Regions from separate parts of the Mus musculus genome. Here regions 2, 3, 4 and 5 are each linked to region 1. A link is a contact called in public Hi-C, HiChIP or PLAC-seq and promoter capture Hi-C data. All regions are on one chromosome and are shown on one strand. Each heading gives the region's core, a stretch centred on a gene start, on an enhancer-like site or on the middle of the called end of the contact. The rest is flanking DNA. Distances are from core to core; before and after follow the strand shown.

What was found. Promoter capture Hi-C pulls out the DNA fragments that hold promoters and counts their contacts. Hi-C and Micro-C count contacts between places; a contact is called where the count stands out from the background. HiChIP or PLAC-seq counts read pairs in DNA pulled down with a chosen protein or histone mark.
Region 2: a contact with region 1 is called in an H3K4me3 HiChIP or PLAC-seq map of bone marrow-derived macrophages, with 9 times the contacts expected there. The contact joins the enhancer-like site here to the promoter of Cited2 in region 1. A contact is called at or near these places in 4 of 39 promoter capture datasets (cranial neural crest, embryonic stem cells, frontonasal cranial neural crest and 1 more) and 11 of 115 datasets of contacts at active chromatin or transcription factors (the 230-238 cell line, the NIH/3T3 cell line, astrocytes and 8 more).
Region 3: a contact with region 1 is called in a promoter capture Hi-C map of second pharyngeal arch cranial neural crest, with 12 times the contacts expected there. The contact joins the enhancer-like site here to the promoter of Cited2 in region 1. A contact is called at or near these places in 6 of 39 promoter capture datasets (cranial neural crest, frontonasal cranial neural crest, hippocampal neurons and 2 more) and 11 of 115 datasets of contacts at active chromatin or transcription factors (the NIH/3T3 cell line, T-cell acute lymphoblastic leukemia, acute myeloid leukemia and 8 more).
Region 4: a contact with region 1 is called in a Hi-C map of neural stem cells, with 7 times the contacts expected there. The contact joins the enhancer-like site here to the promoter of Cited2 in region 1. A contact is called at or near these places in 12 of 39 promoter capture datasets (the 3T3-L1 cell line, the C10 cell line, cranial neural crest and 7 more), 5 of 15 datasets of contacts at CTCF or cohesin (the NIH/3T3 cell line, hippocampal excitatory neurons, large pre-B cells and 2 more), 117 of 484 Hi-C or Micro-C datasets (the 63-12 cell line, the AML12 cell line, the AtT-20 cell line and 71 more), 44 of 115 datasets of contacts at active chromatin or transcription factors (the 230-238 cell line, DN3 thymocytes, the NIH/3T3 cell line and 35 more) and 2 of 9 other capture datasets (adipose tissue and embryonic stem cells).
Region 5: a Hi-C map of embryonic fibroblasts shows a contact between it and region 1, with 5 times the contacts expected there. The contact joins the enhancer-like site here to the promoter of Cited2 in region 1. A contact is called at or near these places in 7 of 39 promoter capture datasets (the 3T3-L1 cell line, the C10 cell line, frontonasal cranial neural crest and 3 more), 4 of 484 Hi-C or Micro-C datasets (the C2C12 cell line, embryonic fibroblasts, myocytes and 1 more) and 11 of 115 datasets of contacts at active chromatin or transcription factors (the 230-238 cell line, DN3 thymocytes, VIP interneurons and 8 more).

Annotation. Positions count from the first base shown.
Region 1 is chr10:17,721,146-17,724,886 of GRCm38.p6, reverse strand. It overlaps Cited2 (Cbp/p300-interacting transactivator, with Glu/Asp-rich carboxy-terminal domain, 2), which reads right to left and starts at 1,659. Exons shown (of 2, transcript NM_010828.3): 1 at 1,428-1,659; 2 at 1-949. The coding sequence starts at 941. The coding sequence ends at 132.
Region 2 is chr10:15,409,036-15,412,551 of GRCm38.p6, reverse strand. No RefSeq gene overlaps it. Among named protein-coding and RNA genes, the nearest start is that of Gm32283, 330 kb to the left of the region's middle. Within about 2 kb of position 1,696, at least 5 of the 459 cell types and tissues checked have an H3K27ac peak or open chromatin away from gene starts, as enhancers often do. A contact at or near this core is called in bone marrow-derived macrophages, where this site is marked.
Region 3 is chr10:15,551,467-15,555,237 of GRCm38.p6, reverse strand. It overlaps the pseudogene Gm46188. Among named protein-coding and RNA genes, the nearest start is that of Gm32283, 190 kb to the left of the region's middle. Within about 2 kb of position 1,412, at least 9 of the 459 cell types and tissues checked have an H3K27ac peak or open chromatin away from gene starts, as enhancers often do. A contact at or near this core is called in second pharyngeal arch cranial neural crest, where this site is marked.
Region 4 is chr10:15,300,000-15,303,730 of GRCm38.p6, reverse strand. No RefSeq gene overlaps it. Among named protein-coding and RNA genes, the nearest start is that of Gm23892, 320 kb to the right of the region's middle. Within about 2 kb of position 2,215, at least 69 of the 459 cell types and tissues checked have an H3K27ac peak or open chromatin away from gene starts, as enhancers often do. A contact at or near this core is called in the AtT-20 cell line, the C2C12 cell line, the G1E-ER4 cell line and 24 more, where this site is marked.
Region 5 is chr10:15,390,739-15,394,228 of GRCm38.p6, reverse strand. No RefSeq gene overlaps it. Among named protein-coding and RNA genes, the nearest start is that of Gm32283, 350 kb to the left of the region's middle. Within about 2 kb of position 1,943, at least 57 of the 459 cell types and tissues checked have an H3K27ac peak or open chromatin away from gene starts, as enhancers often do. A contact at or near this core is called in the 230-238 cell line, the C2C12 cell line, VIP interneurons and 5 more, where this site is marked.

The DNA.
Region 1 (3,741 bases), core at 410-2,909:
ATCTGAAAAGCGAGATACTGCGTCTAAGGGAATGTTTGTTTTTTTGTTTTTTTTTTAATTCACACCGAAGAAGTTGGGGGTGGGGGTGGGGTGGGGAGGGTGATTTCTTTCCGCCTGCGAGGTTAACCGAGTCAACAGCTGACTCTGCTGGGCTGCTGCTTGCACACGAAGTCCGTCATAAAATCAAACTCATTTTGGCCCAGCCAGAGTTCGGGCAGCTCCTTGATGCGGTCCAAACCCATTTCTATCACTAAGGACATAAGCACTTCCTCGTCGATGAAATCAGTGTCTATGACATTGGGCGGCAGCATTGCCGCGGGGACGTGAGCCACCGAGGCGGGCATGGTGCTGCCACCGCCGCTGCCGCCCGCGCTGCTGCCACCCGCGCCGCCCGAGGTGCCGCCGGAGCCGCCGGGGGTGCCGCTGCCACCCGCACCGCCAGGGGTGCTGCTGCCTCCGCTGTGCTTGGGGTTGCAATCTCGGAAGTGCTGGTTTGTCCCGTTCATCTGGTGGCCTGCAGTGGGGTGCAAATCCGGCATGTAGTGGTTGTGGGGGTAGGGGTGATGGTTGAAATACTGGTTGTTGAGCTTCTGCAGCTGCATGCTGGCCGGCAGGGAGCCTCCCTGGCTGGCCACCGGGGGACCCATGAACTGGGAGTTGTTAAACCTGGCGGCCGGGGCCAGAGCGCTCGGGGGGTGCCCCCCGTTCACAGTCCCCGGCCCCATGGCGTGCCTGATGCCGCTCGTGGCATTCATGTTGCCCGCGCCGTAGTGTATGTGCTCGCCCATGAGGGCGTTGAAGGCGTGCTGGGGCTGCTGCTGCTGGTGATGATGCGGGCTCGGGAACTGCCCCATGCCCATGCGGTGGGCAGGGTGGTGGTGCAGCCCGTTGGTGCCGTCGGGGAAGCGCCCGTGGTTCATGGCCATCATATGGTCTGCCATTTCCAGTCCTGAAAGCGAAACGAGCAGACGCTGAGACCCGCGCCACACGTGTCGCCCACCAGAGCGCACCCCACTTCTGTAGCCCCCCGTACCCGCGAGCACGTCTCAAGCTGCAGACCACCACCCCCGAGAGAGCCCACCAGCAGCCCGTGCACCCGAGCTCGCTACCTCGGCGGACCTGCTGCCTGCCGGACCCGCACAGCCTGGCGCTGAGCGACCTGCCCCTTCCCCTAGGATCCGGGAAAGTGTGGCGGGGGGAGGGGGACCGGAGCCCACACCCCCCTGGGTTCCCTGAAGTGGCCTAATAAAGGAAGTGCCCCGGAGCCGGGCCGCGAACTTCAGGCATTCAATCAGCCCTCCTCACCCTGTGGTTGCACATCCTGTTGTTATTCCCCAGCTCCGCCTCACGCTTGTCCCCGGAGCCAGCCCTGCCCTCGGAGGACTAGGCTGGCAGCAGCCCTGGCTAGCTTCGCCCGCCGCGCTCACCTTCCGTCTTTGCGATTTCTGCTCGGAACACCGAAGGCGGGCTCGTCGAGTCCAGGACCGGCTCAGCAGCACATAGAGGGACAGCCGATGGGCTGTGAGGCGCTCGCCGGTGCGAGGTTGGCGCCGAGGTCTTGCAGCAGCCGCTGGAGCAAATTCCGAGCCGTTCCCTTTTCTTTTCCTCCGCTGCCCTAGCCGCTCCGCAAGACCGCCAGGCAGCTGCCAACAATGAGCTGTGTTTCTCCGGGCTTTGGCCACTGTTAATATAAGGATCTCAGGAAGGGCGGAGCGACAGCCTCCCCGGCGGCAAGCGCAAACACACGGATCCCGGAACATCAGCACCCTGGATCGGGTCCTCTGCCGCGTCCGCGAGTCCGCGCTGCACGTGCGCAGCGGCTGCGCGCCCCGGCGCCGCCCAGCAGGTCTCCGGACCGAAGTGGCTTTCTGGCTCCCAAAGGCGAGGTTGTGCCTGCCACCTCAGGGACACGGAGCTAGTCCTCCCGGCCACCCAGTGCACGGAAGCATCTACAGGAGAGGAGCAAGGAGCACTCCCCACCTCCTTCTGGCTAGATCTCCCCACCCCCAGCTCGCTCACCCGGCTTACCTAGTGATCTGCCCTGCCCTCTACAGGAAAAAGGGGTTCGCTCAGCCTCCCTGCCCTGCAGAGTTTTCTTAGGTGCCAAACTCTTCCCAACCTACGAAGAATGGCTATGCTTTCCCGAGTTAGATTTTTAAAGCCCTGGGCCGATCGTGTCCTGTCCTCTGAGCGCGCTTTCCTGAGCCGCGCCTTTGTGTTTGTGTTTGTGGTTTTGTTTTTTTTTATATACAGGCAGCACGTACACCTAACTGAGGTATTTTTCTTAGTGTGGATGCACCCTTTAACTCCCCACCCCTCACCCCCGCTCCGCACCTCCACTCTTTTCAAGGACAGGGGTTGGGGGCGGGGAGCGGCAGCGGCTGCAGGTGGACCGAGCGCGCTCACAGGCCGGGGCGGCTCCACTCCCGGGGTTCTGGAATCCGCTCCGCACTTTACGGCCTGCTCCACGCTCCGGGAGTACGTGTGCTTCTGCTAAGTTTGCGTTTGCAGCTCTTGGTAGCTTTGGCATCCGAGCTGAGGCGTCCCTGCTCTGTAAACAAACTCAGCGATCCTCGTCCCCAGATCCACCTTTTTGCACATACACAGTTACTTGCTTCTGCTGTTGCCCTTGATCCAGGAGGTGGGGGTGTGTGCAAACTTGCACAGCCTCCCTCCGGGCTCTTGCCTGACGGTTTGGGGTTGATTTAGAAGCAAACGGGTTTGTAATTAAGAAATTCGAGGGCTGAGTAAGGCTGCTGCTGCTGCAAAAGGAAAACAGATAGATAGCTTGGTAATCGCTTTGTAAATAAAGTCGTTTTGGAAGTGGGCACGTAGCAGCACGTCCTGTATGGCACAGTGCGCGCACACACGGCTACTAGTCTTCCTTTTCAGTGAAATTGTTCAGTGGAGCAATAGGCGGTGATAATAATAACCTTGCTTGCAGAACGAAGCACAACGAGCCCGATCGCCCATTTGGCTCATTGACTTGCAAATAAAACCCCTAACACTGGTCTGGGCCACTATCCAGTCCTAGCTCTCTTGCTTTGCGAGTTATTTTTCCTACACCAGGATGAGGCTGTTTGGAGCGTGTATCTCTCTCTTTAAGTGGTGAAATCGAGTTTAGCGCTCCGAATAAGGACTTCTGAGTACGGTTGTTTCTTCATAACTCGATGTCCATGGACGACTTCCTGCTGTAAAGAGCCAGTACCCCTCCCCCATCTCGTTTCTTTTTCACCCTTCTAGCTAACAGTCTCTCTCTCTCTCTCTCTCTCTCTCTCTCTCTCTCTCTCTCTCTCTCTCTCTCTCTCTCCTGTATTTCTTGAGAACTGGAAATTCTGATACATTGCCTGCCCCATTCAGTAATTTTTTTTTTTTTGGCATTACTCCTATGTCTTCCCCAAGTTGGTCCCTTTTCAAGCACCCCAAACAACAAAACCTTCTCTCTTCCTGTCTACCCTTTTTCCAGACTGTCAAGCATTTATAACCCTGTATGCAAATGATTTTGAAACCTCAAGAATGTTTACTTTTTGGAGAAGTGAGCAAGAGATACATGGCTTTCAGTTCTAACAATTCTCTCTTTTGTCCAACTCCTAGTTTGGCCTGTATGTCATGAACATGACGCTGAAAAAACCAAGAGGTTTTGACGGAGATCAGAAGGGACGTTTCCTATCAAAAACCTGCATTCCAAAATCTTGGCCAAGCCAAGATAATTTTTTTGAATAGATTATTTACTTCCCTTTC
Region 2 (3,516 bases), core at 447-2,946, 2.3 Mb after region 1:
CTAATTCTACATGATGCTGTAGGTGAATGTCTAGTTGATACTGGTCATTATAAAGTTTTATTTAAAAAAATACTTAATTCCTTTGAATGAGCACATTTTCTATAACCACTAGATACTGATAAGTAGTTATTATGAATGTTGCTTTCTTTAAAGCTAATATATTATCTCATTCTACTGAAAGGATTAAGATGTAATTTCATTTACACACCCAGGCTCTCAGTAATCTCTGACATGCTCCACGTTCCCACAGTTATTTAGCAGTATATAGCAACCATTCTTTACACAAATAAGTTTTGTAACTCCCCTTTGCTTGTCAAATTTCTCTTAATTTATTTTTAGGAGTTATTGTGCTTATCATCTTTGAAAATGTCACCACTCTTCAAATGTCAGCTAAAGTCATTACTTAAGATATCTTTTCAGATAACCTAATTTAAATATGAATAAATTCAGATCGCCTTCCTACACAGGACCTTAATGTTGTTCTTCATTTATCACATCTCACATGTGCAGCCTCAGCTCTTTAACATTCACTTTCTATACCAGCGTTTTAGCTCACGTTCTCAGTAAGGAGGAAATTTGTTCACTATTATCTAACCAGAATCTGAATTAGAACCCTGTATAATTTGGGAAAGAGCTTTTTTGCTTGTTTGTTTGTTTGTTTGTTTGTTTTTGTGAATACTTCATGATCATCCAGTACTGTAGTCTATGCTACTGGGAACAAATGGCCCATTATTGTTTCTTTCTCTGATATTGGAACTACTTCAGAATGTTTTGTCATTTATCTGAGCACTGATAAGTATCTTTTTAGACCACAGGTGAAGTCTTGCTGTTGAAAAGACAAGGACCATATATTTGATATGTCCAATAATAGGTACATCCATTATGATTCTGAATTTGGAAACATATAGTGGTGCACTTTGGAAGTGCAGTAGAGGACCAGGTTCAACTTGGATCTTTCTAACTTACAGTGTACAAGGTTTTACGACCTGATTTTAGTATTCCAAATGTTGTTAAATATGACTTTTACTTTGTTAAATGTACCTGGTAGACATGTTTTTATTCTTCAGTAATTTCAGGCCCATGGTATTCTTTGCTGTACTTTATTGATTTTAACAGTACAGTTTGTCAATAGTACTATTGATTTAATAGTACAATTTTTACTTTTTCTAAGTTGATAAGGAAAGAAAATTTAGAAGACATCTCTCTCCCCCCATTTCACTCTTTGCTACAGCACTTATAAAAGATTTATGATAGATACTAGACTGAATAATTAAAAATATACATATAAGCACTAGCGTTGGCCAGGCTTTTCCAAATTTCAGGATCATTTATAAGATTTATTTTATGCATATAGGTGTTTTGTCAGCATGGATTTCTGTACAGTACATGTATGCAGTGCACATGGAAGCCAGAAAAAGATGTCAGATTCTCTGGAATTGAAATCACAGCAGTGATCTTCCATGTAGAAACTGAGAATTTAACCTGGGTCTTTCTGAACGAAAGCCAAATGTTAATAACAGATAGGCCATCTCTCCAGTCCCGAAAATTTTAGTTTTATAAAAAGCAAAAAATAATTAAGTACCTGGCAAAGGACATTGCATAACAAATGTGGCTACAGAATGAGTAGCTTCACTCAGTTTATAAACAGAGAACTCTTGTATTAGCTGTTTTGCAACCATGGTGATACAAATTCCTGTGAATAACAACTCAGAGAGAAAATACTTTGTTTCCTGTTTTTGGATTATGTAGTCATAATGAATGTATGGTAGAGGCTACTCATATGACATTAGGTTAGGAAGAAGAAAGAGCTGTAGCCCTAATGTTAGTCCTCAGTACCCACTTCTCACAACTCTTCCTATTTCCTGAACTTACACAGCTTCTCAAAATCATATTATCAGCCTGGATCATATTACACAGCATTGGAATTGTGGTGTCCAAATCAGAGCTCTATCTGAAAAACTATTAAAATGGTAACAGAGCTGTTTTGTGAATATTATTTCACTGATGTCTAATGTTGCTCATTTTTATTCCAACAAATAAAATATGGCTTAAAGAAATATTAAAGAAACTACATGACTGTTATATGAAAATTATCCTTCCAAGATTTCCCTAAATTAAAATAAATGGAAAGAACATTTTATAATTTACAGATAATATTTTTTCTTTGCAACATATTCTCACCAGTATATGTATGCATTTACCAAATATTGCATTTGCATGTAATTTGTATTTATTTGTATGCATTTTGTATATATCTGTCCTCATTTTGTATGTATTTAGCAATTGGGTTGTATTGGCAGAATGATTATAAATTTACACACCTAATTTACAAACTTGTTTATATCTTGCTAACATTTATTAATAAAGACTTTTCTATCAATGAGTAGTGTGTCTAAATTGATTGAATTTTAGAGAAATAAAAGTTAAAATGCTAAATTTTTAAATGGCATCATTAAAATCAATTCATGTATAATATTTCAAGAGTAGCCACCATTTCATTTTACAGAAAAACTCAAGAGTTTACCCACAGAGAAGTTTTGATTTTGTTCTATTTCGCTTCAGTCATTTGCTCTCAAACTCTCAGGAGCTTCTGAACACAATGCCTTCGACACCTGGGTTTTGTTAGCAGTGCATTATCAGGCAGCAACTTCTGAGCTAACCCCAAGGGTCTGAATTGCACCACATATTGTTCGGTGAGGCTCACAGAACCACATCATATAATACTGTAATTATATTCTTACTGCTGTTGAGGAAATTGAAGGTATAGATCTAGGACTTGAAGTAAACAACTCTCAGGCCACTTATGAACAATCATTGCTCACTGACGAAATGGCTCAGTGAATCAAGCAACAGTGAAGAAAGTCATTATTTGAAAAAAAAACCTGATGAAAAATATACAATTCATTTATTCTATTTTTTCAGAGATGAAACATATGTACATCATTTAATTAAAATTTCACCTAATATATTACATCAAATGTTTCTGTTGACATCGTTAATGCATATCTGTGTATGTGTCATGGCTATAAGATTTGTAAGGTGTTTCTTGTGGGAATGTTCTCTTCATGTCTTAGACTCAAAGAGGAACTTGACTTCAAATGCCTTTGAGTACAGAATTGCATTCAAACTGCTCTATATTATCCAAGACTTCAGCTCTAATTTATTCCTTCTATTGCTAGAGTGAAGAAGACAAGACATCACAAGGAAAACAACGGAATCAATTAACCTGGCCTCAAAGAGACTGAACCTCCAGTCAGAGAGCCTGCATGTGTCTGGCCTAGGCATATATGTTATGGTTGTGTAGCTTAGTTGTTTTAACTACTAATGATGGGAGGAGGATTCTCTGACTCTGTTGCCTGCTTTTGGAACCTTTTACTTCTAATAGGTTGCTTCATCCAGCTTACTAGGGGAGGAGGTGTCTAGTCTTGTTGCAGCTTGATATAACCTATATGGTTGATATCCATGGGAGAACTGCCTTTTTTCTGAAGAGATAAAAAGAAACAGTCGGTGGGGGGA
Region 3 (3,771 bases), core at 163-2,662, 2.2 Mb after region 1:
AGTAAATTTCTTAAGACAGAATATAAATGATTTAATGCGTCCTTTACTAATTCCAAGTCAGTGGTGGGGTTGAAAAGAGAGGTGTCTGAAGGTCAAACCCTGGGATGCTTGTATTCCCTGCTCTTCAGATTTTCCTTACCTACGACACTTTTTACTCTCTTGCCAGCTTGTCTTTTAAAAGGTTGTATTTTATGGACTGTGTTAGTTGATATATTCATTATAATACGTAGTATTGCAGCTTTTTGTGATTTAAGAATGCTTCCTATTTCTCTTGCCACTCAGTTGGTCAATAGATAGCTAAGTAAATATTATTTGAAAAATATGAATCATTGTCTGGTTGAAAGTATTGATAAAACGATATAATGTGCCTAGGGAACAATATAAAAGCAATGATGTAAGAGAATTTGATGAAGGCTGGCATCATTGAAATTATCAGAAGCAATGAGCAATACATAGACAAAACATCTTCTAAGGAATTTTAACGAATTGAATGTAAATTTGCAAAGACTGTTATAAATATCCAATGACAAGGTCTCCAATAGTGTTTTCAAGACACGTATAATTAATATGCATTTACTTTTAGATATAAGCTTGATTAGCTATGGCCCACCAATTTTATGAAGAAAAATCTGATGTGCTTTTAAAAATGTTGACTATTTAAAAAACACCACCAAAGAAACACTAAAATCAATGTCTAAGCAAGCAACCGAGTACCTAGTAGCCCTGTCAAGATGATACACAAAGTTTAACCATCACCAAGTCCATCATCATAGTCTAGTGAAAGGTCTTGCAATGTCACTGTTACTTCCTCTACAGACAAGTTAGTCCCATATGTTCTTTTTTTTTTTTAAACTAATAACTTAGTATTCTGTCTGCATTGGTGTGGGGCAATAGACTGTGAGAAGAAGCCTGATAAGGTAGAGCTAAGACTTGAAGCCCTGGGGACCCTGAAGGGACAGTAGGAGCTTAGCCTGCTCTAGACTCCAGGTCCCTGTCAAATAGCCACAGCCCCCCATAGGAAGTATTGTGGCCATCAGTCTCATAGAGGCAGGGCCCACAAGTCCCTCCTCATGTAGACGCGGCATCTCAGGCCAAGCCAAGATGTCAAGACCCAACCCACCCCAAAACTGTATATAAGATCCTATCCAGAAGGAATAAAGGTGTGTGAGAATTACTCTGTCATCTGAGAGCATCTGTCACAGGAGCTGTAACACTGCCTGGGAAGAGAACACTCTCCGAAGCCTTCATCCTCAGTAGCTCCTCTGCATTCAGCTAGCTAACCAGCCTCCCCTCCCCCCACCCCCTAGCTGCTCAGCTCTGCTCTGGGTTCATTGCTGCCAGTGCAGTGTCTCAAGCAACAGAGGCTGTCAGAGCAGCAGCAGCAGTGAGCAAAAGCATTTCCCCCTCCATGCATGAGCCCTTCCCCCTTGGCTTGAACCCTTCCACTGGGCTGGGCCAGAGGTTTTAGCAGAGCCTACCCTGATGTTTGTCTTGTTTCCTCAAGCATTTCTTTTGGTTCTCTCTCTCCCCCTCCCCCCTCTTTCATTCTCTCCTTTGAAAGCTTGACAGGGTATGATGTATAAGACACAAGTGTGAGTCTTCATTCCAGTCTGCCTAGGAATTAGTCTGTGTGTGAGGGTTGCCTCATGCATGCTCATTCCCTGACAGTCTTAGCAGCGGCAACTAGTGGCCTGATTTTCGTCTCCCTGGCTTTCTGCTCTGGTTCTTTAGGCACCTTGCTCCCCTGTACACCCTCTGTACCAGTTGCTTCCTCTGATATTGTTCTGTTTTTGTCAGGGAGTTTGTAGGAGGGAAGCAGCATCCCAGCTTATGGTCACATTCTGTATTTTAATGAGACTCTATTGGGCTGTAGTTCTCCTAAGATTTTCTTAGCTTGTGCCCTTATTATAGCGCACTAGGCTTTAAGTGCTAGAGTTAGGTGATTGCCTGTCAAAACCTGTGTGCTGGGAAATAATAACTTGTTATGAATTCCTTATATAATCCAATAAGGCTTCCTTTCACTGTCTTGTGGTACATGAGGGACTTATCTATTTGGCTCTTTACTATAAGAATCTATTGGGATATCTTGTGAATGAAAACATGGCACAATCTAAAATAACTATGGCATTCAGATAGGTTTAGTAGCCTGTTCCTGAGCAAAATTTGAGTGTCAGAAAAATACTTGTTTTGATGATTGTTTATACTTTTATGTAAAAATCTTTATTCTGGAAAAAGTGATTAACACGTAAAGAAACTTAATAAGCACACACAGGTGAAAAAGAGCATGTCCATGAAGAGCAGGTGAGGAATCTTTGAAGCTAGCGTGGCTGGCACATGAGCAAATACATCACTGCAGATTTCTGGCTCTGGCTGTACTTTGTATTGTGACACTGACCATGAACAAGATCAGCTTCGATGGAGTCAGTAAACTGTCTAGAGAGAATTACACAATGATGAGAATTTTAAAAATTCCAAGTTCTATATAATTAGTAGGCAAAAATGATTGCTTTCAAGTAAGAATTTTATTTTTACATTCTAAATTATTTCAGTCTATGAGAAGTCTGCTTTGATTTTTAACTTCAAAGAATGATCTGTCTCTCATTAAGCGACATCTAAAGGTAACTCTGACCTTTGTAGTTCAGTTTAATGGGCTATAATGTCCTCTGCTTGGATATGTGACCTGTAGACACCAAGCATTCCTTTAAACACTTGGAAACAAATTTAAACATTTAGATTTCATTTGTTGGACAAATATTCAATTGTAACATGTTACTGACTTCTAAAAGAAAATATTCTTCCCTACTACATGTTTTATGTTCTGTGGTTTCTCTAAACGTTTGTCAAACTAAGTAAAATTATATTTAAATGGAATATCTCTGAAGTAGTTGTTCTGTTTTTGTCAGGGAGTTTGTAGGAGGGAAGCAGTGTCCCATCTTATGGTCACATTCTGTATTTTAATGAGACTCTATTGGGCTGTAGTTCTCCTAAGATTTTCTTAGCTTATGCCCTTATTATAGCGCACTAAGCTTTAAGTGCTAGAGTGAATCTAGAAATTTTGATTAAATAAAATCATAGAATAAAACCTAAACATTGCTGTAGCTGTCTCTAAGTTGCCTACCTGATAGGAATAACAAATATATCTTAACATGGATTGAGCAAATAAAGAAAGAAAACACCTCTTATAAATATAAATTACAGTATAGTTAAAGGGCAGAAGAGAGTTATAAAGAATGTTATGTCTTGGGCAACTGAGTATATATATAAAGATTAATTTTTGTTCATTGAGAAGTTTCTATCGATAGTCATTTGGCTCCATAACTGAAGGCTGTGCTCAGCAAATCATAGAAAAATTACACAAGAAAAATAAAGGTGTCTTTATATCCTGTCTTCCTAGAAGAGTGGGGCAGCCACACGCTGGAATGCCTCAAGTCCTCCTATCTGAGCCCAAACTCTAAGTAATGTACTACGTCACAGTTTGACAAGTAGCCTTTGAGGGACATTCATAATCCAATGATAGCTTCAAAGAATCTCTCCTACTTGTGACATAATAATGGATGTTGCAGGATATAGAGTGTTTACAAATTCACATCATACCCATGCCATCATGGAGCAGATAGGCACCTATGCACACTGAATTTTGCACTGTATACTCTTAGTCTTCCATTTTAGTAGATTAAAAGTTTCTGAAAGTAGCTAAGCATGTGCCACTGTAATTTTAATATTAGAAAGAGAAGTTAAGAACATTTAAATTCATTTGCTTTTTAGATTAGT
Region 4 (3,731 bases), core at 966-3,465, 2.4 Mb after region 1:
AGTACAAGTGGTAGAGGCATAGTGAACTCTAATTTTTTTTGCCTTTTTTTATTAGATATTTTCTTTATATACATTTCAAATGCTATCCCAAAAGTTCCCTATACCCTCCCCACCCGCCCCCCCTGCTCCTCCACCCACCTACTCCCAATTCTTGGCCCTGGCATTCCCCTGTACTGGGGCATATAAAGTTTGCAAGACCAAGGGGCATCTCTTCCCAATGATGGCCATTAATTTGATGTTCATATAGCAAAATATTGTGAAGAGTCCTAGTTCACTTCAGCTGCTAAATTGGCACACCCTAGAGGCATCTAAAAGACTCTCAGTGAGAGGTTACCAGACCTGATGTGTCTGTGGCCATGCTCATGAGAGACTGCATTGAGTGATGACTAATGTGGGAGGGTCCATTCCATTGTGAGTGGCACTATTTCCTAGCAGGGAGGACAGGTCTATAGATGCAAACTAGCTGACCATAAGTCAATGATCAAACCAGTGAGCCGCATTTTTAGATCACCTCCACATAAGTTATTGTTCTGAATTCTTGCTCGGTGTTCACTTGACGATAGCTTTTGGCCTGAAAGTATGAATGAAATAAATTAATCCCTTCCTCAAGTTGATTTTAGTTAGAATACCTTTTCAAACCAATAGGAAATCAAACTAGAATACAAGACCATGCCTGTCCTTTGACAATTTCATTTTTATAATTTTTAACATAAAATTTATTATACTCTTGTAGCCAGAGGGTCATCATAAAAATTAAGACAAAACAAAACTGACCAGTTCTTTAAAAGGAAACAGGTAAGCTATTTTGCAGTAACTAACTGGGTTTACCATTTGTATTATCTGAGAATCTAAATGGTCTGTTCATATTTCTATAAAAAGGAGAGAAAACAGAATGGTTAAAAGTGGAAAAGGTAGAATTATTAAAGGATGACAAGGCCAGAGAGCAATTGGGATATTTATGCAACACTATTAAAAATGTTAGCCTATGTACTCAATTCATGCTTTCATGTATCAAAACATAAAGCGTACATGTTATTCAGTATGCCCTTCAGGATATTTTTGTACGTGAATATATACAAAATTTAGAAAGAACACTTATAAAGTATGCTCACAACATCCCTGCTATTACTCTTAGCAAATTGAAATGAGTTCAAAAACGGAATAAATAGTGTGCAGCAAGAATCACTCAATATAATGCAATTCGGGATCCTTAAGGAGCAAGCTACAGTTATAAGCAACAATAGAATTCATGTGACCTGTGCATAAAAATGGAACATGAGGGAAATAAGAACAAAGTCTCCATATTATAAGATAATAGAAAAAAAGAGAGAGAAGATGCTAGGAGACCGGGAGACCATCAAAACATCCCTGAACCCACTTAAAAAGTCAATAAGTCTTGTGTATCCTACATCCAAAATGACAGCCTATGCTGTTTCTAGCTCTGCATCACAGACTTGTTTAAAATGTGCTCAGAGCTTTAAAAGCACTGAAGACAGTATTCACTTCTCACTGATCAACATGTTTTCTTTTCTAAAATCCAACTTGACATTACATTGTAAAACAAAAAAAAAAAAATGAAAATGTAGAGATGATACATTTTCACAAAGAAATAATAGTTTTTAATGAAATGTCTTCTCCTTAGTTCACCTTGTCTATGTAACTATTTTTACTCTTTGGTTATCTGCCACTCTGTCCACAACTCTGATTAGCTGGCAATGATATTTCAGGATAAGATTGTACCTGATCACTGAGATATGTGATCAAGCATCAGCCCAGTGTCTTTGTAAATTATAATTTGTTGACTGTTTTCTGCCCCTACTCTCTTCAATAGCAGAACATCTGTTTGTCTCCTATCTACCTCATATCTATCAGCAAATGGAGCTGTTGGAATAATCAATTGGAAAAGGAAACTACAGTTTTCTGATTCCACCTTAAAACCACACTTCAAGATGCTTCTCTTAGATCTGTTCATCACTTGCTTCTTACTCGACTCTCCATCAGTCCCCTTTCATTTTTTTCCTTTTTATAATATTGAGCCATGCAGAGGACATCATTTACAGAACAGAGAATTCAGTCATATAACATATTGAATATAGATTTAATGTGACTGTCTGTGATTCTGGAGACAAATCTATGAACACAGAACAGCACACAGATTCAGGCATCATCTCACATGCAGTACAGATAGCAGCGTGTACAGGCATGAGGTACTGACAAATAGGCAGAAGAAATTTGGGGGTAGCACCGACACTAACAACTGGGCAATGCTGGGGAATTATCTTAGAATCATATCTGAAAACCCAGAAATTATCTGGGGAATCTCAGTTTGTCAGAGACACAGCTTTGTGCTCACCTCATCTTCTCATTGACCATTATACAGTGTGTGCCTTTTCTTTACTTTTTTCTTTTCTTTTTTTTTTTTTTTTTTAATTATGTCACCAACTGCCCTTCCTCTGTCTTTGAGTTTGGAACTACCTGTGACACAATCTGTAATCTAAAGGAACAACACTGCATTCAGCTAGATACTCTCAAACTATAGAGAATCTAGAATCAGGAAACATTTCTACCTAGCGTATGTCTAACTTAAACCCTATTTTCCCCTATTTTCTTAAAGGCAAAAACAAAGAACAGAAGCCGACCTTGCACACATTCAATGCTATGGTCAACGGCTGGGGCTGGGTAAAGGATACATTTTCCCTGTGATTGTTCACATTTTCTGCTGTTCCTCATGTAAGTGAACACAGCAGCCAGATGCTTTTGGGGGACACCACTCCATGGTGGCCTGCTGCAGTTTTAATGCTAGAGCTAGATTCATGTGCTGAGGTCTTTCTGTCCTCCCCAGAGCCACCAAGACAAGAGCAGGAGGTTTCAACTTTCACCTTCAGCAGCTCTTCCTCCTTGGCACACTCGCCAGGAAAGGGAAGTCTGTGTGGGGGTGTGGAGCTTTTCCTCAGATTAACATGTTTCTGGCTGCTGACAAAATTAGATAAATAAATAAATAAATAAATAAATAAATAAATAAATAAATAAATGAAACATCATCAAAGAAAATAGCTTTATTGCACGGATCATCAATAAAGGGAATGGATTTTTGAACACCAGCAAGCCCACCCCTTTGGGCTTCAGAAGTCACCTCTTCCTTACATAAAGCATTCATTACCTTACCTCTGAAAATGATTTCTGACGATAACCCGGATATGAAAATTAGGAACCAGCCAGAAAGCATTTCCTCTCCTGTGTGGTGCCAGTTGCCCCCTCTGCGTCTTCTCATTTATCCTGGCAGTGGTTTGTCTCTTTGCCTTTAAAAGTTAAGTCCACCTTCATCGCACACTGTAGAAAGAAGTGAAATTAAACTGCAGTGTGTTCTAGAGGAGAAAATCTACTTTATTCATCTCTCAGCCCTACTTTAACTTACACTGACCTAATTACAGCCCACACCAGGAGAGGCTGAGTTAGCAGAAGGAGCGCTTCTGCCACCTAGTGGTCAGTTCTCTGAACTGTGAGCTGAGACCTGACCTTTTTTTTTTTTTTTTACTTTATTTTTGAAAGGTCTGGCACAGAAGTGCAAATGACCTTCTCTGGTATCTGCATGAATGCTAACGATCAGCCTCCTCCCCACCCCCCACCACCACTCAGCTTCTTCGGAAGGTCTAAGGCGTAATGTTTTTCTAAACAACTTCATCTAGAGAAAGTTGAATTAATGCCTCCTCCGATGTACGGTAGCTTTAGAA
Region 5 (3,490 bases), core at 694-3,193, 2.3 Mb after region 1:
TAGGAAGCTCCTGTGTCAAAAGATGAAGTTGCTAGAATTTGTTGACCTGCGGTCTGTGAACTGTTGTGTATGCTTTTCAAAACAAGGCAAAACATCATATACTGGGTGCTAGTGACTAGATAACACTTTGAGTTTAAATAATCTTTCCGTACAAAATTTAAATTTCTGGAAATACATATTACTGCATTAATATGCTTGTAATAACTACCAGAAAATCCCAGTTTTCTTATATGTTATCATTTTTCTTATTAACAACCTGAGGGTAGTTAAGATTAAAAATGGCACAAAATTACAAAACAATTGAGAGTCAATGTTTATTTATTATTTATTTCTATTTCCTTTATATTGACATTCAAAATTTCACTAAAAATACTCTCTCTGTGTATATGTCTCTCTCTATGTCTGTCTCTGTATATGTAAATACATTAAAATAAGCATGAGCATGATAAACCAATTTTTTTCATTTTTATTCAGGTATTATAAAGTTCTCTTTTTTAACTCATTTCTTTATTTTATTAGATATTCTTTTATTTACATTTCAAATGCTATCTCGAAAGTTCCCTATACCCTCCCCCTGCCCTGCTCCCCTACCCACCCACTCCTACTTCTTGGCCCGGGTGTTCCCCTGTACTGGGACATAGAAAGTTTGCAAGACCAAGGGGCCTCTCTTCCCTTTGATGGCCGACTAGGCCATCTTCTGCTACATATGCAGCTAGAGACACGAGCTCTGGGGGTACTGGTTAGTTCATATTGTTCCACCTATAGTGTTGCAGACCCCTTCAGCTCCTTGGGTACTTTCTCTAGCTCCTCCATTGGGGGCCCTGTGTTCTATCCTATAGATGACTGTGAGCATCCACTTCTGTATTGGCTAGATCAAGTGTGGCTAAGATAAACCAATTTTATCTCATTTGTCCACTCAATTTCCATCCTCTAAACTCCAAATGTTCAGTGTAAAAGTTTCCTTTTCTAACCATCAGCTGCACTAACATCTTCTTGTCCATGCTAATGAAAGGAGGATATAAGAGAAAAGGCTTTGTGGTGGCTGCTATTTTGTTTTGTCTTGAAAAGCATACACAACAGTTCACAGACCCCAGGTCAACAAATTCTAGCAACTTCATCTTTTTGACACATGAGACCTTTTTAGAATGAATCAACATTAAATTCCAGAAAATAATGCGGGTGTCTGTTAATAATTCCATTTATGGAAGCTTTTTTAATTCATAAAAGCAAGGTCAACATTTCCACACTGCTCTACAAATTATAAATCTGTCTTGAGTAAATGAATCAGAGACACACAGCATCCTCAGCAGTTGCTAGTATCGCAGTGTGGACACGAGGAGAGGACAAGACTGTGAAATGTAGTTCTGAAGCAAGCAACTGACAGCTCCTGCAAATGAAGGGAAAAATGTTAAAACAATAAGCAAAAGAGAAACAATTACTGGCTCATTACAAACATGTCATATTGCATTCTTTATTTTGATTGTGGAAAATTAGCCATTGACTACCAGGAACAATTGATTTTCCTTCACAGCTGTTTTTTAATTACATCTGAACACAGAAAAATTCTAGTGCAGCCATTCAGCTGTTCAAAGGGAATTTTCTTTTATTGTTGTTGCTGTGCTATGAGCTTTGCCCAGCAGTATGACTAACCAGAGTTTGAGACTCCACTGTGTGTTGATAGTGTTTGGATTAATAGCCATGTTTTTCATGCATGTTATAAGACCTGGAATATTTTAAATCACACAAGGCTGGAGTAGCTGTGCATGTTGTTTAGCCAGATGTTATTTCAAAGCTTTCTCTTCTTTTTAAATCATGACATCAAAACAAGGAAAAAATAATAAAGATATCTTAACCCATAAATCCGTTTCTAAGTCACTGTATAGTCTTCAATTGCATCTATTTTTGTCGCTGTGGTTTCTGATGAGAGCTTTGGCACAGCCTTGTTGGAAGGGTGGAGGGTGATGAGCAGTTTCCTGTCAGTTGATTCTGTGGGTAAATTCTAAGCAAAGAGCATGCGGATTATTAACAGGCAGGATTCCAAGGTTTCAGAGAAGCAATTGAAAATTTGGATGCCTCTCCTAACTCTTCAGAATTTCCTCCAACATAATTTCAGTTTTAAAATGAAGCCAGAAATGTGAAACACGCCCTTGGGACTTCTTTAGGACTTGTGGTTAGTGAGAGCATTCTCGAAACATAGTTCAGCTGTGGCCTTCAGAGTTTAGAAGTGCTGATTAATCGTTCCTGTAATTTATATAAAATCAGAAACATTAATAAAATTCTACTTAAATTTACAGAAAAAAATGTCAAATAACTATATATTTTCCCAGTGTCACAACTTAAAAATAACCATTTGACACTGAAAGTCTGAGCTCTACCAGTAAGGGTTGAAATTTTTGTTGTTATTTATTGAATGTTTGCAGTGTTTGAGACAATTTAGCACATACCTGTTTGACCATGGAAAATTCCCTAGTCTGATAATATCAGTAGTCCTTGTAGTTCTTTAGACAAATTAGTGTGGTTTTAAATGTGTTATTTGCTTTGGAAGATCAAGAGTGTTCTATATCCTATTGTACTTTGATATTCCTATCAACAAGAACTTTATATTGGTAATTATTGAATTAAGGTAAGTTTGGCTTAAGCCTGCCTTAGTATTTCCAATGGTTACATTGTGAAAAATATTCAATATGATTGTATGAACCATGTTAAACTTAATTAAGACAATTGATTTGTCATAATAATGTCATGTAGCCCAGGTTGTCCTGGACCTCACTACATAACTCTGGATAATTTTAATCTTCACCACCTTTTTCCTTCACCTCCTGATTGCTTGGACTTTAGGACATCCCACGCAGCTCTGTGTGTGCTTTGTAATCCTTGATTTATAGATCTCAACTAATCACTATAGCCAAGTTTCATCCTACTTTATGCTGCCATTTGATCGGATCACATTCAAATAAGCAAACTCCACAGTGTACTCAATCAAACTTCTATACTTCCCTCCTCTTCCTTTCCACATAAACTTCCTGATTGTGTTAACAAACCAAGATCTCTTACTTACAGCACTTCAGAAAATTCCATCAGAAACTCCACACATACCCTCAGAAACTTTGTAATAAATGTCTGTTCATTTAAACTGTACTAAGAATAGTTGACTTAAAGTTTTACTTCTAAAACATTTTTACAAATTTCTATTTTCTATCTCTTTTAGTTTTGTGTTTTATAGAGTATAGGAAGTCACACAATACAATATTGAAATGAAATTCTTATACAGTGCAAGCTTTTGTAAATTTTAGCTTTTATTATTTTATATATATGGCTGCATTGTCTGCATGTTTGCATATCATGTGTGTACAGTGCACACAGACCTTAGAAAAGGGAGTGAGATCCACTGTAACTAGAGCTAAATAAGTTGGTTCAACACCATGCTGGTGCTGGGAATAGAAAACAGAATCCTAGTTGAAGTACTAAGTGCCCTGAACTTGCTCAGACC